Regions from separate parts of the Hordeum vulgare genome. Here region 2 is linked to region 1. Evidence: chromatin contacts called from public Hi-C data. All regions are on one chromosome and are shown on one strand. Each heading gives the region's core, a stretch centred on a gene start, on an enhancer-like site or on the middle of the called end of the contact. The rest is flanking DNA. Distances are from core to core; before and after follow the strand shown.

Region 1 (6,954 bases), core at 1,094-3,593:
TTATTATTGCCTCTAGCGCATATTTTCAAGAGGATCACCGACGTCCTTGCTGATGCCCTGTCTTGGGTTGTTGTTGCGGACGGGCGGGGTCGATGCGGTCGCCTCCTTGTCCCCGTCAGAGAAGACGATGATGCCACCCTCTTCACAACTGCGGCACCGCTCGACGATCTCATCCAGAACGATGCGCTCGCGCTCGATCTCCTCCCGCACGTAGTCCTTCCGTGACCATTTGTGGCCGACATTGAGGTCGGCGACCATGGCCTTGTGCTCCTTCTTCACCACGACGGTCACCGCTGGCTCCTTCTTCGACTTGACAAGGCGAAGGTGGTCACAGGGTGGGGAAGGTTGGCGGCGACCCTCGTTTATGACGAGGTTGCCACCGCGGCTGCGTCGGCGAAGCGACGTTTCCTGTGTCTCGGGCTTGACGGCGACGGGTGGCGTCGTCGCACCGGAGGATCGAGAGCCGGAGGACGACGTTGACGCCACCGTCATGCGCCTCAACAGCCAGCTCCCGCTCCGGCGCGAGAAGGACGTCGTCGGGTACTCCAACGATGACTCGTTGCCTCCCTCGAGGTGCTCGAGGACGGCGTGGAGCGTGCGCCCGGGGGCGCCCCACAATTGACGACACACATCAGAGTTGTGGCGCCCCCTTGGCCCTGAAGCACCATTGCTGGACGCCGGCTGCTCTTCGTGGCGGCGCTGGAAGTACGCCGTCCACACGGGTTGGTTGTTAGGGGCGTATGTGGGCTGCTCACGCGCGTCGACGGGCAAAGACTCTTGGATCCTCGTGATATCAGCCTACCACTCTGCGCCGGAGGGTGGCGGTGGTACGGGGACGCCGCGAGCGCTCAGACGCCGCGCGCCCGACACGCGCATGTTCGACAGCTTCGGGTAGTTCGCCTCATGAAGAAGACGCGCCTCCCACTCGTGTAGAAAGCGGTGGCCGAAGTCGTTGGCCACCGCTCCGGTGCGAGGGAATCGTTCCACCATGGCCTCAAGGGAGAGATTTTCCGATGGTGAAGGCGAGAGAAATGAGAGATTGGGATGGATGGCGAGTGTGCGGTGAGCGGCGGCGAGGCACGACTTTTATAGCGGGGAGAAGGTCGAAGCGGTGTGTACGCATGACGGGAAAGGACGAGACGCGTAGTGGCTCGCCATTACCGCACCTTCAGGCCTTGAAAACCCAACCGGTGGCGCGGGAGCCGAGGCGGTGAGAATGAAGCCTCTCATCAACGCGCAATCGCTGACTTGACGGGTCCACACGGAAGGATTTGACACGGTTTTGTTTTCGCCAAGAATTCCTTTTCCTCGTCGTCCCGAGAGTCCGAGCGCGTTGGATTCGACCTAGGTCCGCCGACATTGATTTAGGTTCGAACCGATGAAATTTGGACTCCTGAAGACGTGATTGGATGATTTTTTTTTATTTTTTTTTGCCCCGCGATAAGAAAAAAGGCCCGCGGGACGTGGAGTTGCTCTAAGTTTGCTAGCGTACGTAGCTACGCAAGGGACCATCTTCATACGAGCCTGCAGGGGACCATGTTCATACGAGCCTGCTGTAGTACGTCTGTAGCCGAAATGGTTAGCATTTCGTGAGCCATGCATGTATATACCAGAACTAGAGGATGAGGAGACAAGATACGCGTTAGACCACGTATGTCGCGAGAGCAGATGGATGCCACCTACTACATCCTGACAATGGGGTCATTAATACAGGGGGCTTGGGCTCGAACGTGTCATCCGCCAGGGCCCGTGTCGTTACTAGAGTCCATCCACTCGTGGTCTCCTCCGTATGGACCTTGATATCGATCGGAGTCCTGCAGCTTCAGTGCAGGCTGAGTGCATGAATTTTCATGTCACGACTCACCCTCTCTGTTCGTATCTATCTATCACATGTTGCCGGCCGATGTGCACGCATAGACCATGCGGACACAGGTGGGCAACAGGCCAAGACTCAGTCAGGGTCCGTTAGTTAGTATTATCATCGTTGTCGATTCAATGCTAAACATACGGGAGTCGTAGCAGCAAGCAGCAGGGCTTATCGAAACGAACCTTAAACTACTCTGCAGCGACAGATCAACGGACGCTCTGATGGTGCCATCTCGACTGAAACCAAGAACCCGAAACCACCTCATCGTTTGATCTCGCTCTCAACTGGGCGCGCGACCGACACGGCGGCCGGTGACGCAGATGAAATTTGACGTGACAAGCGTCAGGCCAGCCACTAGTACTACGTCCATCCCAGGCCATCAACTCGTCACAAGTCGGTCATCTAGCATGTACCAGGCCTGCCTTCTCTGTCGCGCGGCCTCTGCTACTGTTCGAACGGCGCGCACCGACACGGCACACACAGTGCATCCGAGGGAAGCAGGACGAAGTGCCGTACGGTCCGACGGAGGCGGTCTGCGCGCGGCCCGTCGCTTGCCTGGTCAGCAACTCGCCATTGTTTCCCTTTTCCTTCAAGTGCTTGGTTGCTACGCCAGCTGACTGGCTGAATCTTCTACTGAAGCAACTATGATTGCTGGAAAATGTTGCGTTTTCGACGTTGCGCTGTCACGCAGCCCTTTGAACCGTGTGTCATTGCTGCTCCAGCTCACTCGCAACTCTTAGAGCATCTCTATCAAATCCAATAAAAAAACAACCTGCAAAATACGTTTACAGTCATTTCATGTGTCAAAGATCAAACCATGTATATGAAACTGTAAAAAAAAATTACGAGTGAAACTGCATCATCGTTCTTCATCAAAATACATCATCGTTCTTCATCAAACTACATCATTCTTCATCATCAACCTACATCAGTTCTTCATACTACTAGGTAGGGGGAGGACTACGGGACGTGCAGCGTACCCGAGCCTAGGCTACCAAAAATGACGGATGCGGCGACGATGACGCGACGGAGGAGCCGGAGGAACTCAGTCCTCGTGAGAGTCGAGGTCGATCCAGATCTTGTCCTGCTCGGCCTTCATGACGCGTAGGTCCGCCTCCTTGGACGCGCTCGCCTGCGACGCTGTGACGCCTTGCTCGAGGAAGATCTGTTCGATCTCGAGGCCGTGGCGGTTGCGCGCGGCCTCCTCCTCCGCCTCCCTCATCGAGCGCTCCATGATGGCGCACATGAGGTGATCCTCCTGCCCCGGGGGAAGTAGTCCTCGGGGCCGATGACCCCTCCACGCGGCGGGACGAGGTTGTCCTCGAGCTTGACGGCGAGCGGCCTGAGCTCCTCCGGCCTTTTTTTCTTCATCAGAGTGATTTTCCATGAGGACGAGGCGCCCGAGGACGAACTCCCAGCGGCAGAGGAGCCGGAGGAGCCGAGGCGTCGGGCCGCGAGCTCGCGCTTGTCCTCCTCGAGCTCGCGGTATTCGGAAGCCGACGACCGTAGTTCAGCCACCTCCAGGACCCCCGCTTGTGTGCGGCGTCGGAGGCGCGGTGGCGACGGCGCTCGGCATCATCCCGTCAATTTCCGTGGCCGTCCATGGTGGGGACGGCCCGCCATGGTTTTTTTTTTCTTGCCGGCGGCGAGAAATTAGGGTGGAGTGGGAGATGAATCCAGACGGAGCTAAGACGATGGAGGATATGGTTTGACCTGTATCCGAGCGGTGAAACCGCATATATGCCTGTTGGGGGCTGTTTTCCCGGGCCACGGTAAAAAAAATTACGGGCCAGATGCGCGATACGGGGTCTGTTGTGGAAACTAAAACGGGACGAACACGTATACTCGCGGGAATTTTGTGGGTTCAGCCTTTTTACAGGGTGTGCTAGAGATGCTCTTAGGACATCTCTAGCCAATCTTCTAATGGCATCTTCAACGTCGACCCTCAAATCTCCGACAGTCGTTTAAATACGTTGTGCGGACCGCGAAAGCCATCAAACGCGATCTTGTATCAGTTCACGGCGGTATTCGTATGCGTGTCTTTTGCAAACTGGAGATAAACGCGGAGAAGGTTTACAAGAGTCCAAACCGATCCGAGACCCGCTTCTGGCCTCCCAGACCCACCAAACCACAACCCCCTAAAGGAAAAATTAGCTAGCTCAGCAGGTTTGGACCCGGGTGAATCAGTTCAGTGAAGGAAGGGAGCCTAAACTTAAGGCTTTTCCAAGCCTTGCCGATAGGCGCCTCATGGCTCGCTCAGTTCGCAACCCCCTTTCGCGCATGGTTCTCGAGTGGCGCGAGCTGCGTGCATTCATGCAGCTGTAGAGCCCGCTCCTCCATATTGAATGCGGCTTGGGCAGACGCGATCTCTGAGTGCCTCCGCCATTCAAGTGGCTCGTCGGTCGAGGGTGTCATCCGCTGCACGCCAAGCTGAACACGCCTTCTCGCCGCATTCAAACGCCTTCACTAAACTCGTGTGGAAGCTGAGAAAAATGTTGCGCTCCCTCCCTTCGCCCTATATTTAAACGAGGCCAGACGCCGAGCAAGAATCACAATCCTCCACCGCTCCCCCATCTCCTTCAACATTTTGTTCACTGTTCTGATGGCTTGTGAAGAGCGGTTCTTCGGCATACAAGCCAGCCGGCTGGCTCGTCGAGCCCACCGTATACGAGTACGAACAAGGCAGCTCGCTGCTCTTCCTCCCTCGCCTAGCCCGATAGAGACAGTTGCCACCCCAAGCCGGCACGTGGTTCAACAACTTGTCGCTCAAGGCTAGCTCGATGAGAAGTGATGAGTTGCTCCAGGCGAGCACGTCAGGGAGCATGGCGACGACGACACCTCTCATGCCCGCGGCCACGCCATCCATCGTTGAGCGCGCGTAGCCACTCCATGCACGCAAAGAAAGAAGTCGGTTGCACGGACATCAACGTGGTGACGACCCACACGTCCGCACTCGCCGCCATCATGAAGGAGAAGTAGAAAACGGAAGATTGTCGGTACTTTGGTCCCAAGATGGCCACCACGGGCAAGTTGCCGACATCCACAGTCGGTGCCTCATCCTCTCTCACATGTCACCGTCGTTCCCCGCCCCCAAAACAAGCACGGGTCCACACTTCACGGAAGCGGGTGCAACTCTTTACCTATGGCTGAAGCATCTCCTTTGCCACTCTGGCGAGCAGCGTAGCCGGAGATAGGTAAAGGGGGAGGAATATGCCTATGGGGCTCCCGACAGTCCAGTGAGTGGGATATCGAACATGGGGAATGTTGGAACTCGCCCACAAGAGGCTTTTTGCATAAACAAAAAAAATCCCCATCACACTAATCATTTCCCAAATAAGCGGTTGTTATGCGTCCGTCGGGTGGTGTTTAGGAAACATCCGCCGCCTTGGTAGTCCTAGAATCGTGAGCTCGACAACCATCCGATCTTCTTCCACTCAACATGCATGAACCTTTACAACAAGGCTTGCTGCAACACGAGCAGAGTTGCGCTTGCCGCCTTGGATTAAGCACCGCAAGATTGAACCCCATTACAACGCACCACTCGCATTGAAGTTAAACTAATTTTAGTTGGCCAAACCAAACCAATAGATCAGAGATATAACATCCCAAAACTTTCCAAAATTTTAATGTTAATAAGAAGATAATTTGATTGAATTGCCTTTATTTTCACTCGAAATAAAACTTTTTGAGTCCTTGTTTAAACTTTTCTCAAACCATGGTATAAAGTTGGTTAACATTTTTATCCAATAAAGAAAACTATGGTTGAAAAGTCTAGTCGAGAATTCAAAGGGCACTCATTAATTTTTTTAACTCATTTGAAATGCTTTCAAAAGCACATTCGATGTCGTGGAGTGAGAATAAAATGACCTTCTCAATTGTGGTGTAAAAAATAAATTCATAAATGATTTTATTTGGAGGTTCTCCTTTGAAGTTGGAACTTATTTGCTTTTAGTATTTCCAATAAATCATTTAATGAAAATATGAAAGGAGATAATATGACTTCTCCAAATCTGTTATTGGAAATATTCAATACTTCTTGTTTTTCATCTTGGCTGTTCATATAACCCTAAGAATTATGCTGCAAAAATTCTGAAGCCCATAAGGCATTGTTCAAACAAGTTTATGCACAAAGATAACTTTACTAATTCTGAAAGTACAGTAACTAGACTATAAATGATAACTACACTAGCGTGGAATTTTTTGTCTATCCCAATTGAAAACAATTGGCACTTACTTGATAATTGTTTGAACCGTAATTAACTTGCTAACTGGGCCAAACCAATTATATTTCCTCTTTGCGAATGGGCGAGCAGTTGAAGGACGCAGCATGATGCGTGCTCCCGCACGGCTCAACATGGGTTGCAGGAAAATCCTATTTAACGCTATCTGCATCAAGACATTGAGGTTTCGCACACGAAACACGATGGAGCGATGCAATGTGGGCCACCCTTTAATGTTTGCTTCGATTCTGGTTTTGGGAATCTTCTAGGAGGTTTCCTGAAGCGATTTTTATTTTATTTTTAACTGATTTTTTTTTACCTTTTGTGTTTCTGTTTCTTCTTTTTTCCAATGTTATTATATATTTTTAAAATAAATTCATGCTTGAAAATTGTTCTTTAAATTCGAAAATTGCTTTTGACTGTTAAAAAATTGTTCTAAATTTGAAATAGCTGCCGGTTTTTCGAAAATATTCATAACTTCAAAAATATTCAGTATTAAAAAAATGTTCGATATTTTAAGAAAATGTTCAGTATTTTCAGAAAATGTACGAAATATCAAGAATTTTTGAAATTTTAAACTATAGTAATGTTCAAAAATTGTTCCTAAATTTTAAAAAATGATTTTAGTTTAATAAATGTTTGAAATTTCAAAAAATTGTAATTTTTCAAACATTGTTCATAATTTTTTTTCTGGATTTTGAAATAATGTTCTGGATTTTCAAAAAATGTTCTTTTGTTAAAGAAAACATGTTTTTAGAAAAATGATCCTATTTTTCTAAATTTGTTCTCAAGATTCAAAAAACAATTATGCTTGGAGAATTGTTCGCGTTTATGAATTTGTTCAGTATTTTTCAAAAACAATTCTCT
Region 2 (6,332 bases), core at 1,546-4,045, 340 kb before region 1:
CCCGCTGCCTCGAGGTGATTCGCGGCCTCTTCGCCATCACGACCGCAAAGTGTTTTATATTTTGCCCATAAAGGTATGGATAGTGGAGATGAATTTTTCTTAAACCACTTCATTTGTTCATCGGATGATTCGTCCTCGGATGGCGAAGAACTTGTGGTGGCTGCACTGGTCGTTCATGACCACATTCAAAGGCAGCGGCCTCGGTACAGGGGGTCAGTGCCTGGCCGTGCGCCCAACCTGAACCGCGCGGGAGAGAGAGGCCATGCCTTGCTCTATGCTGATTACTTTCAAAATACCGCACTCTTCAAACCGAGGAGATTCCGTCACCGTTTTCGTATGTCAAGGCATGTGTTCAATCGCATCTGTGAGGGAGTGGTTCATCATGACCCATTCTTTGAGTGCAAAACGGATGCCTTTGGCAAGCTTGGATTCCCCTCTTATCAGAAATGCGCCGCCACCATTCGCATGCTTGCATATGGAATTCCAGGCGATCTTGTGGATGAGTACGTGCGCATGAGTGAGTCGACATGTCTGTTGTCAATGAACAACTTCTGCAAGGCCTTGGTAGTGGTGTTTGGCCCCGAGTACTTGAGGCAGCCAAATGCCGCTGACACAAAAAGGTTGTTGGTGATCAACGCTGATAGAGGCTTTGCAGGCATGCTTGGCAGCATAGATTGTATGCATTGGGAGTGGAAGAACTGTCCATTTTCTTGGCAGGGCCAGTACAAGGGGCATGTGAAAGCATGCACTGTCATATTAGAAGCGGTGGATTCACACAATCTTTGGATATGGCACTCTTTCTTCGGCATGGCTGGTTCTCACAATGATATCAACGTGTTGCAACGTTTCCCAGTGTTCGCTAGGCTTGCAGAAGGGCACTCCCCACCTGCCAACTTTGAGATCAATGATCACCACTACAACAAGGAATACTACCTGCTGATTGTATATATCCTCAGTGGTCAACTTTTGTGAAGAAAATCTCAAACCCCCAAGTAGAGAAGAGAAAGAGATTTGTCCAAATGCAAGAGAGTGCTAGAAAGGATGTGGAGCGTGCTTTTGGTGTGCTTCAATCCATATGGGGTATCGTTCGAAATCCTGCATTGACATGGGACGAAGGGAAGCTTTAGGAGGTGATGACTGTTTGTGTGATCATGCACAACATGATCGTGGAGGACGAGCGTGATGACTCCATTTTCGATCAAGGATTTGATTTTCAAGGTAACAATGTTGAGCCCCTGCACGAAGAACCGGCCACGTTTGACCAGATTACCCTATTCCATCGTGAAATCCTGATTGGCACACTCATTTGCAGCTTCAAAATAACTTGGTTGAGCACATGTGGGATCACATTGGAAACTAATAGATATATTGATTAATTATCTTTATTAAAGACAATTTCGATTTGGTTGTAAAATTATTTTATTCGAGACAATTTTGATTGGGTTGTAAAACTATTTTTATTAGAGACAATTGATATTTGGACGTGCAAACTTGTTTAAAACATTGATAAATATGAATATATGGACATATTAGCCGTGGCAGACATCATGCGGCCGAAGGATGCGTCCGCGTGCTTGGGCGCACGGCCACCGCATCCCAGAATAGGCCCGGACACGACCACATCGCCCGCCTAAGGCCAACTCGAGTGCACGACCCCATCCGGATGTCCGTTTGGCCCGGATTCTGTCCGTTTGGGGCGGACGTTGGGCTCGTGTCCGAGCCATTTCTGGGATGCGGTGGTCGTGCGTTCAACGCGCGGACGCATCCTTGGCCGCATCCTGTCCGCCTCATTTTCAAACACAAACATTCGAATGTATTGCTTCATTTGCTCCTCCTTGCCTTGTCTCTTCTTCTCGTCCCTGACTTTCTTTTGAGACATCATGCCATGCAAAGTCTTGTGTGTATGATCTTGTATGAATGCTCTTTTTCCTCTTTTGAGCTTCCGCTCTTTGGATGAGCTCGTCAATGAACAATGGCTCACCCGCAATATCGATTTCGTCCTCTTCTTCTTCATTACCTTCACAATATATGACATCTTCTTCATGCCACGATTCACCATGGTCGGCCTCAAAAGTCTTCATCGACCATGTAGTCGCTGCGACCATCTTCACTGTGGGTCTCCATTGGACCGAAGGCCCCCCCTGCCCCCCCCCCCCTTGAAAGGCCTCGCCACGACCCTTGAAGATAACATTCTCCATGAACTTGTCGTAGAAGGGGTCGTCGACCGTTGGCGTCGGTGTTGGCATTTCGCCGAATAGGACGACGGGCGACGACATGGTGGCCGTAGACGGCGGCCGAGCTTGCTTTCTTTGCATCTCGACGTACGGGCGGCCGCCGCTGCAGGACCCCGACGTGACGTTGAGGTCGATGACGGCCGAGGGGCGCGGCGTGGACGGCGCGATCACGCTGACTTTCGGCGATCCCGACAAACCGGGGGGGGGGGCGTGGGAGGATTTGGGGGAGGGGGAGGGAATGAAATGGAATGAGGCGTGGGGATGGGAAGGCCATGTTGCTTTGTGCCACCGACGAGCGGGCCATTGAAAGAAAGACGCGCGTGTCCCGTCCGTCCGTGCGACATGCGCGCGCTATCCGTTTCACCTCAAAACCGGATCAAGTTTGAATCAAAAATGAGTTCAAAGCGGGCAGAAAACGGACAAACGTCTGTTTACGCCCGCGCGTTGGGTCACCTGATGTGTTCATCTTACCTTAAATATGAACGGACAGGATAGGGTCGTGCTTTGAAGTTGCCCTTACATGATGGGACTCATCGAGGCATCAGCGTCGACCTTTCAGCGCTAAAACACGGAGGCTATAGTCGATCGAAGGCTCGCGTGGCATATTGCCACTAGCCCACGCCGGCCGCCGTCTTCGCTGCCGCGTTGGCCGCACGTTCGAAACTTCCAATTCCATGGAAACAAACTGTATACGTAGTAGACGCTCGAATCGCAAGTTGACCCGGCCGCTCGAGGCGCTCACAGGCAAGAAACGGCAGCGTCTACCCCGTTGTGAGCGTTCGTAGGGTGCGAGTCTATGTTCAAGGAAGCTAGCATACTCGGGTTGGGATCTCAATGGCCACACAGCATAAATAATGATTGGGAACACACTCTTCCTTTATTCTTTTTGCGGGGAACGTTCTTCCTCCTGTTGGCATATTAAGATTTTGTCTTGCATAAAAGTAGTACTACCTTCGTCACGCTTAAACTTAAGTGCATTTTTTAATAAACAAGGTTTAAAACGCATTGTATTTACTCTTAGCATTTAATTAATACTCCATTATACTACTTTCATGTGCATGAGTAGTGTGAATGTTATTTTTTTAACTAATTTCACAGCCAATCAATAACCATCTAGGTTCTACAAAATTTTCATGCACGCCTTCTAAACCGTGACGGAGGGAGTATGTAAGACGTGATGTTCTCGTACCCGAGCTCATTTAGTATGTAAGACGTGATGTTCTCGCACCCGACCTGAAATGAGTTCGGGTGAACACTAAACTCAAAAAATATTTAGAAATGGTCAAAAATATTTGAATTTTTTTATGTCAAACATTGACAAATGCTATAAGAGATTACCAAATTTCATCTTGAAATATATTTGTGAAAATCGTGGCAATTTTTTTGATATTTTGAAAATGCAGAACTTGTTTTTTTTCACGACTTTCAAAAATGTGATTTTGTGCTGAAATTTGGCAAACTCTTAGAACATTTGTCAAAGTTTGCCTAAAAAACAGATTTAAAAAAAAATCAAATATTTTTGAAGAAATTGTTTATCCCATCTTATTTGAACTCGGGTGTAGAAGGGCACTTTTGTAGTATGATTGCGTTTATAAGAAAATGCTTTAGAGAAAAACAGGTATTTGACTACACTAGTCTAGGAAAATGTCAACGAAGATAAGTGATAGGTTACCAACACCGGAATCACTCTCATCCACATAGATAGTTCACAATTCGGTTCCTAGATAGCTATTACCGGAGGGGATACACGAATTTGGTGGAGGGGATCGGTGGAGAGAAGAATAGAGGAGGTAGCCGCCGCCGTTGTCGTGATCCACCGGACGTCTCCTCACCCTCTGCGCCGCGGATAAGTAGGGCGCGCCCGAGCCTCAGTTGGTCCATGCTGGACCCTGGTAGCGCGGGTTGGGCTGCCTGGAGCGTGCGTGTCGGGTGGCAGCATGGACTTGGGGGGCACTGCCTTGTGGGCCCTCTATGTGAGGTACGTTGACATCTCCCTTCGCTTCGGACGAGGCTTGCCCCCAAGCCTCTGCATGTGGGAATCATGCGAGTAGACTTGCCTTGTCTTCCGAGGTAGGGCCCAATGCCGACGAGTTGGATCACTGGATCTTGACTTGTTCGCGGACGCCATCTTTGTGTTTGCGCCAGTGGGTTTGCAGTATAGCTATAGGAACAACCATATCGTCAGACCAGTGTGGAAGTTGTGGTTCAACGGTCATACCCAGGAGGAGGGCGCGGCGAAGCAGCGACGCGTGAAACACCGGGTGCACTGTGGCTTGAGGGGGCAGCTCGAGCTTGAACGCGACTTCATTGATCTTGGCGACAATAGGGAAAGGCCCATTGTGACAGCCCGATGCCGACGTTCCAGAAGATCCCCCCCTTTTATTCCGTTTCTGTCGTGTGGATTCATTTATTTGTTGCATCTTCATCGCATCATGCGCATCATCCATATTGCATAGGCATCCCGTTGCCGCCAGTTTTCAAACTTGCATCCGTTGTTAGTTGCGGGTTCCCGTCGTTGCACGTTCGGAGCCCGACCACACTCGCACGCGCCCGCGGCATTGTTCGAATCTTGTTTTTAAAAGTGTGTTTAAAACTTTCTCTGATTGGGTTGAAACTTGACGTGCGGTCTTATATAGATATAGGTAGGCCGCTTGCCAAATTTTGTCGCAATCGGAGTCCGTCTGATACCCGAATGGTCGACCGTAGCGGCACCATCTTCGGTTATTCGTGGGACGTGATTCGATGTTTTAAATCGCGTTGCCGCGCCGCACTACTTCCCTCTCATCTCTGTCTAAGCCACTCTGCATGACCCATCTAGCCAAACCTAAACCTAGGACATTTCCGGGACCGTCCGATCTCGATCGAACAGCCCGAAAACGGTCTCTATCCCTAAACCTAGCTCCTCTTGCTATAAAAAGGAAGGCTAGCCCTTCCTAATCTGGCCTAACCCTAGCCTCCTTGGGATCCACGCGCAGACAACCAGCTCCCCGCCGCCTCCTTCCCTGTCTCCTTCCTCGCGCAACCCTCCCAGCCCAGATCGGGGCCCGCCCGAGCCCATCTGGGCCCGGGGCATCCCATCGTCACGCCTGCCGCCCGAGCCGTGCGCTCGCCCCCTGCTCCTCCCGAGCTGCTTCCGCAGCCGCAGGAGGCCGCCCTCGTTGCTGGTCCCCTCGGGCCGCCACCCTCCCCGTGTGTCGCTGGCAAGCCGTCGGAGCGACGCCCCTTGTCGAGGCCCAGCTCGCCAGATCCAGCGGTCCTCTCAAGCCGCCGCGTCTCCTCGTGCGCCCCGGCCAGATCCACGCCACCCGCCAGCTGTGCCCCTCCGGTCGCCGCCCCGTCGGATCCCAGGCCGTCTTCGCCGCGTGCCGCCGCCCGACGACCTCCATACCAACCGCCCCTCGCTCCCCGTGCAACCGCCGGGTACTGCCAGAGCCGCCTCGGCCTGTCGCCGCCGCGACCTGCTCCCGATCGGGATCTGGACACGGAGCAACCGCTCGTCCCGCCCCTAGGCTGGCTCCCCGCGTGGGCCAGACCCAGCAAGCAGCGCCCCAGGCCGGCCTTTGGCCAAAGGTGAACACTTCTATTCAGCGCCCATGTGCGTGTTTTAGTGCCTAGTGCCCAGCCTGTTTAGGCCCGTTAGAAATTCGGCCTGTTAGTTATTTCTTTTAGGATTCCGATTTATTCTTTTCAGAAAAATAGCGGTTTTTCAAATGCTCGTTGTTTCTAAGCCGTAAGTCGGATCGAGGCGAGTTTTATATGGATCTTGTGTAGAATCTCGTGTAGATTTTGAATTTGCAACTTGCATAAATGTTTGAAGTAGTTTGACGTGCCTAACGCCTAGTTTTGCGTGCTATCTCAATAAGATAGTTGCCTGTATTTATTTTCGCGCGTGTCCGGATTGCTAGAACTCCGTAGATAAAATGTTCATGTTTTAGGAACCCTTTTGCCATGTATTTTAGAGTAGTTGTTGGTTTTTTTGCATGTAGGATTCCGTAGCTAGTTCATTATACCGTGTCTTGGACATATTCCCGCATATACGTGTGGCGTTATTTTTATTTTGCAACCCCTCATGTTATATATGTTTTCGGGGTAGACAAA

Evidence for each region. Hi-C and Micro-C count contacts between places; a contact is called where the count stands out from the background.
Region 2: a contact with region 1 is called in a Hi-C map of seedling, with 5 times the contacts expected there. The contact joins two enhancer-like sites. A contact is called at or near these places in 2 of 6 Hi-C or Micro-C datasets (leaf and seedling).

Annotation. Positions count from the first base shown.
Region 1 is chr4H:438,755,635-438,762,588 of MorexV3_pseudomolecules_assembly, reverse strand. No RefSeq gene overlaps it. Among protein-coding and RNA genes, the nearest start is that of LOC123448857, 24 kb to the left of the region's middle. Within about 2 kb of position 2,343, at least 3 of the 3 cell types and tissues checked have open chromatin away from gene starts, as enhancers often do. A contact at or near this core is called in seedling, where this site is marked.
Region 2 is chr4H:439,096,539-439,102,870 of MorexV3_pseudomolecules_assembly, reverse strand. No RefSeq gene overlaps it. Among protein-coding and RNA genes, the nearest start is that of LOC123450595, 200 kb to the left of the region's middle. Within about 2 kb of position 2,795, at least 1 of the 3 cell types and tissues checked has open chromatin away from gene starts, as enhancers often do. A contact at or near this core is called in seedling, where this site is marked.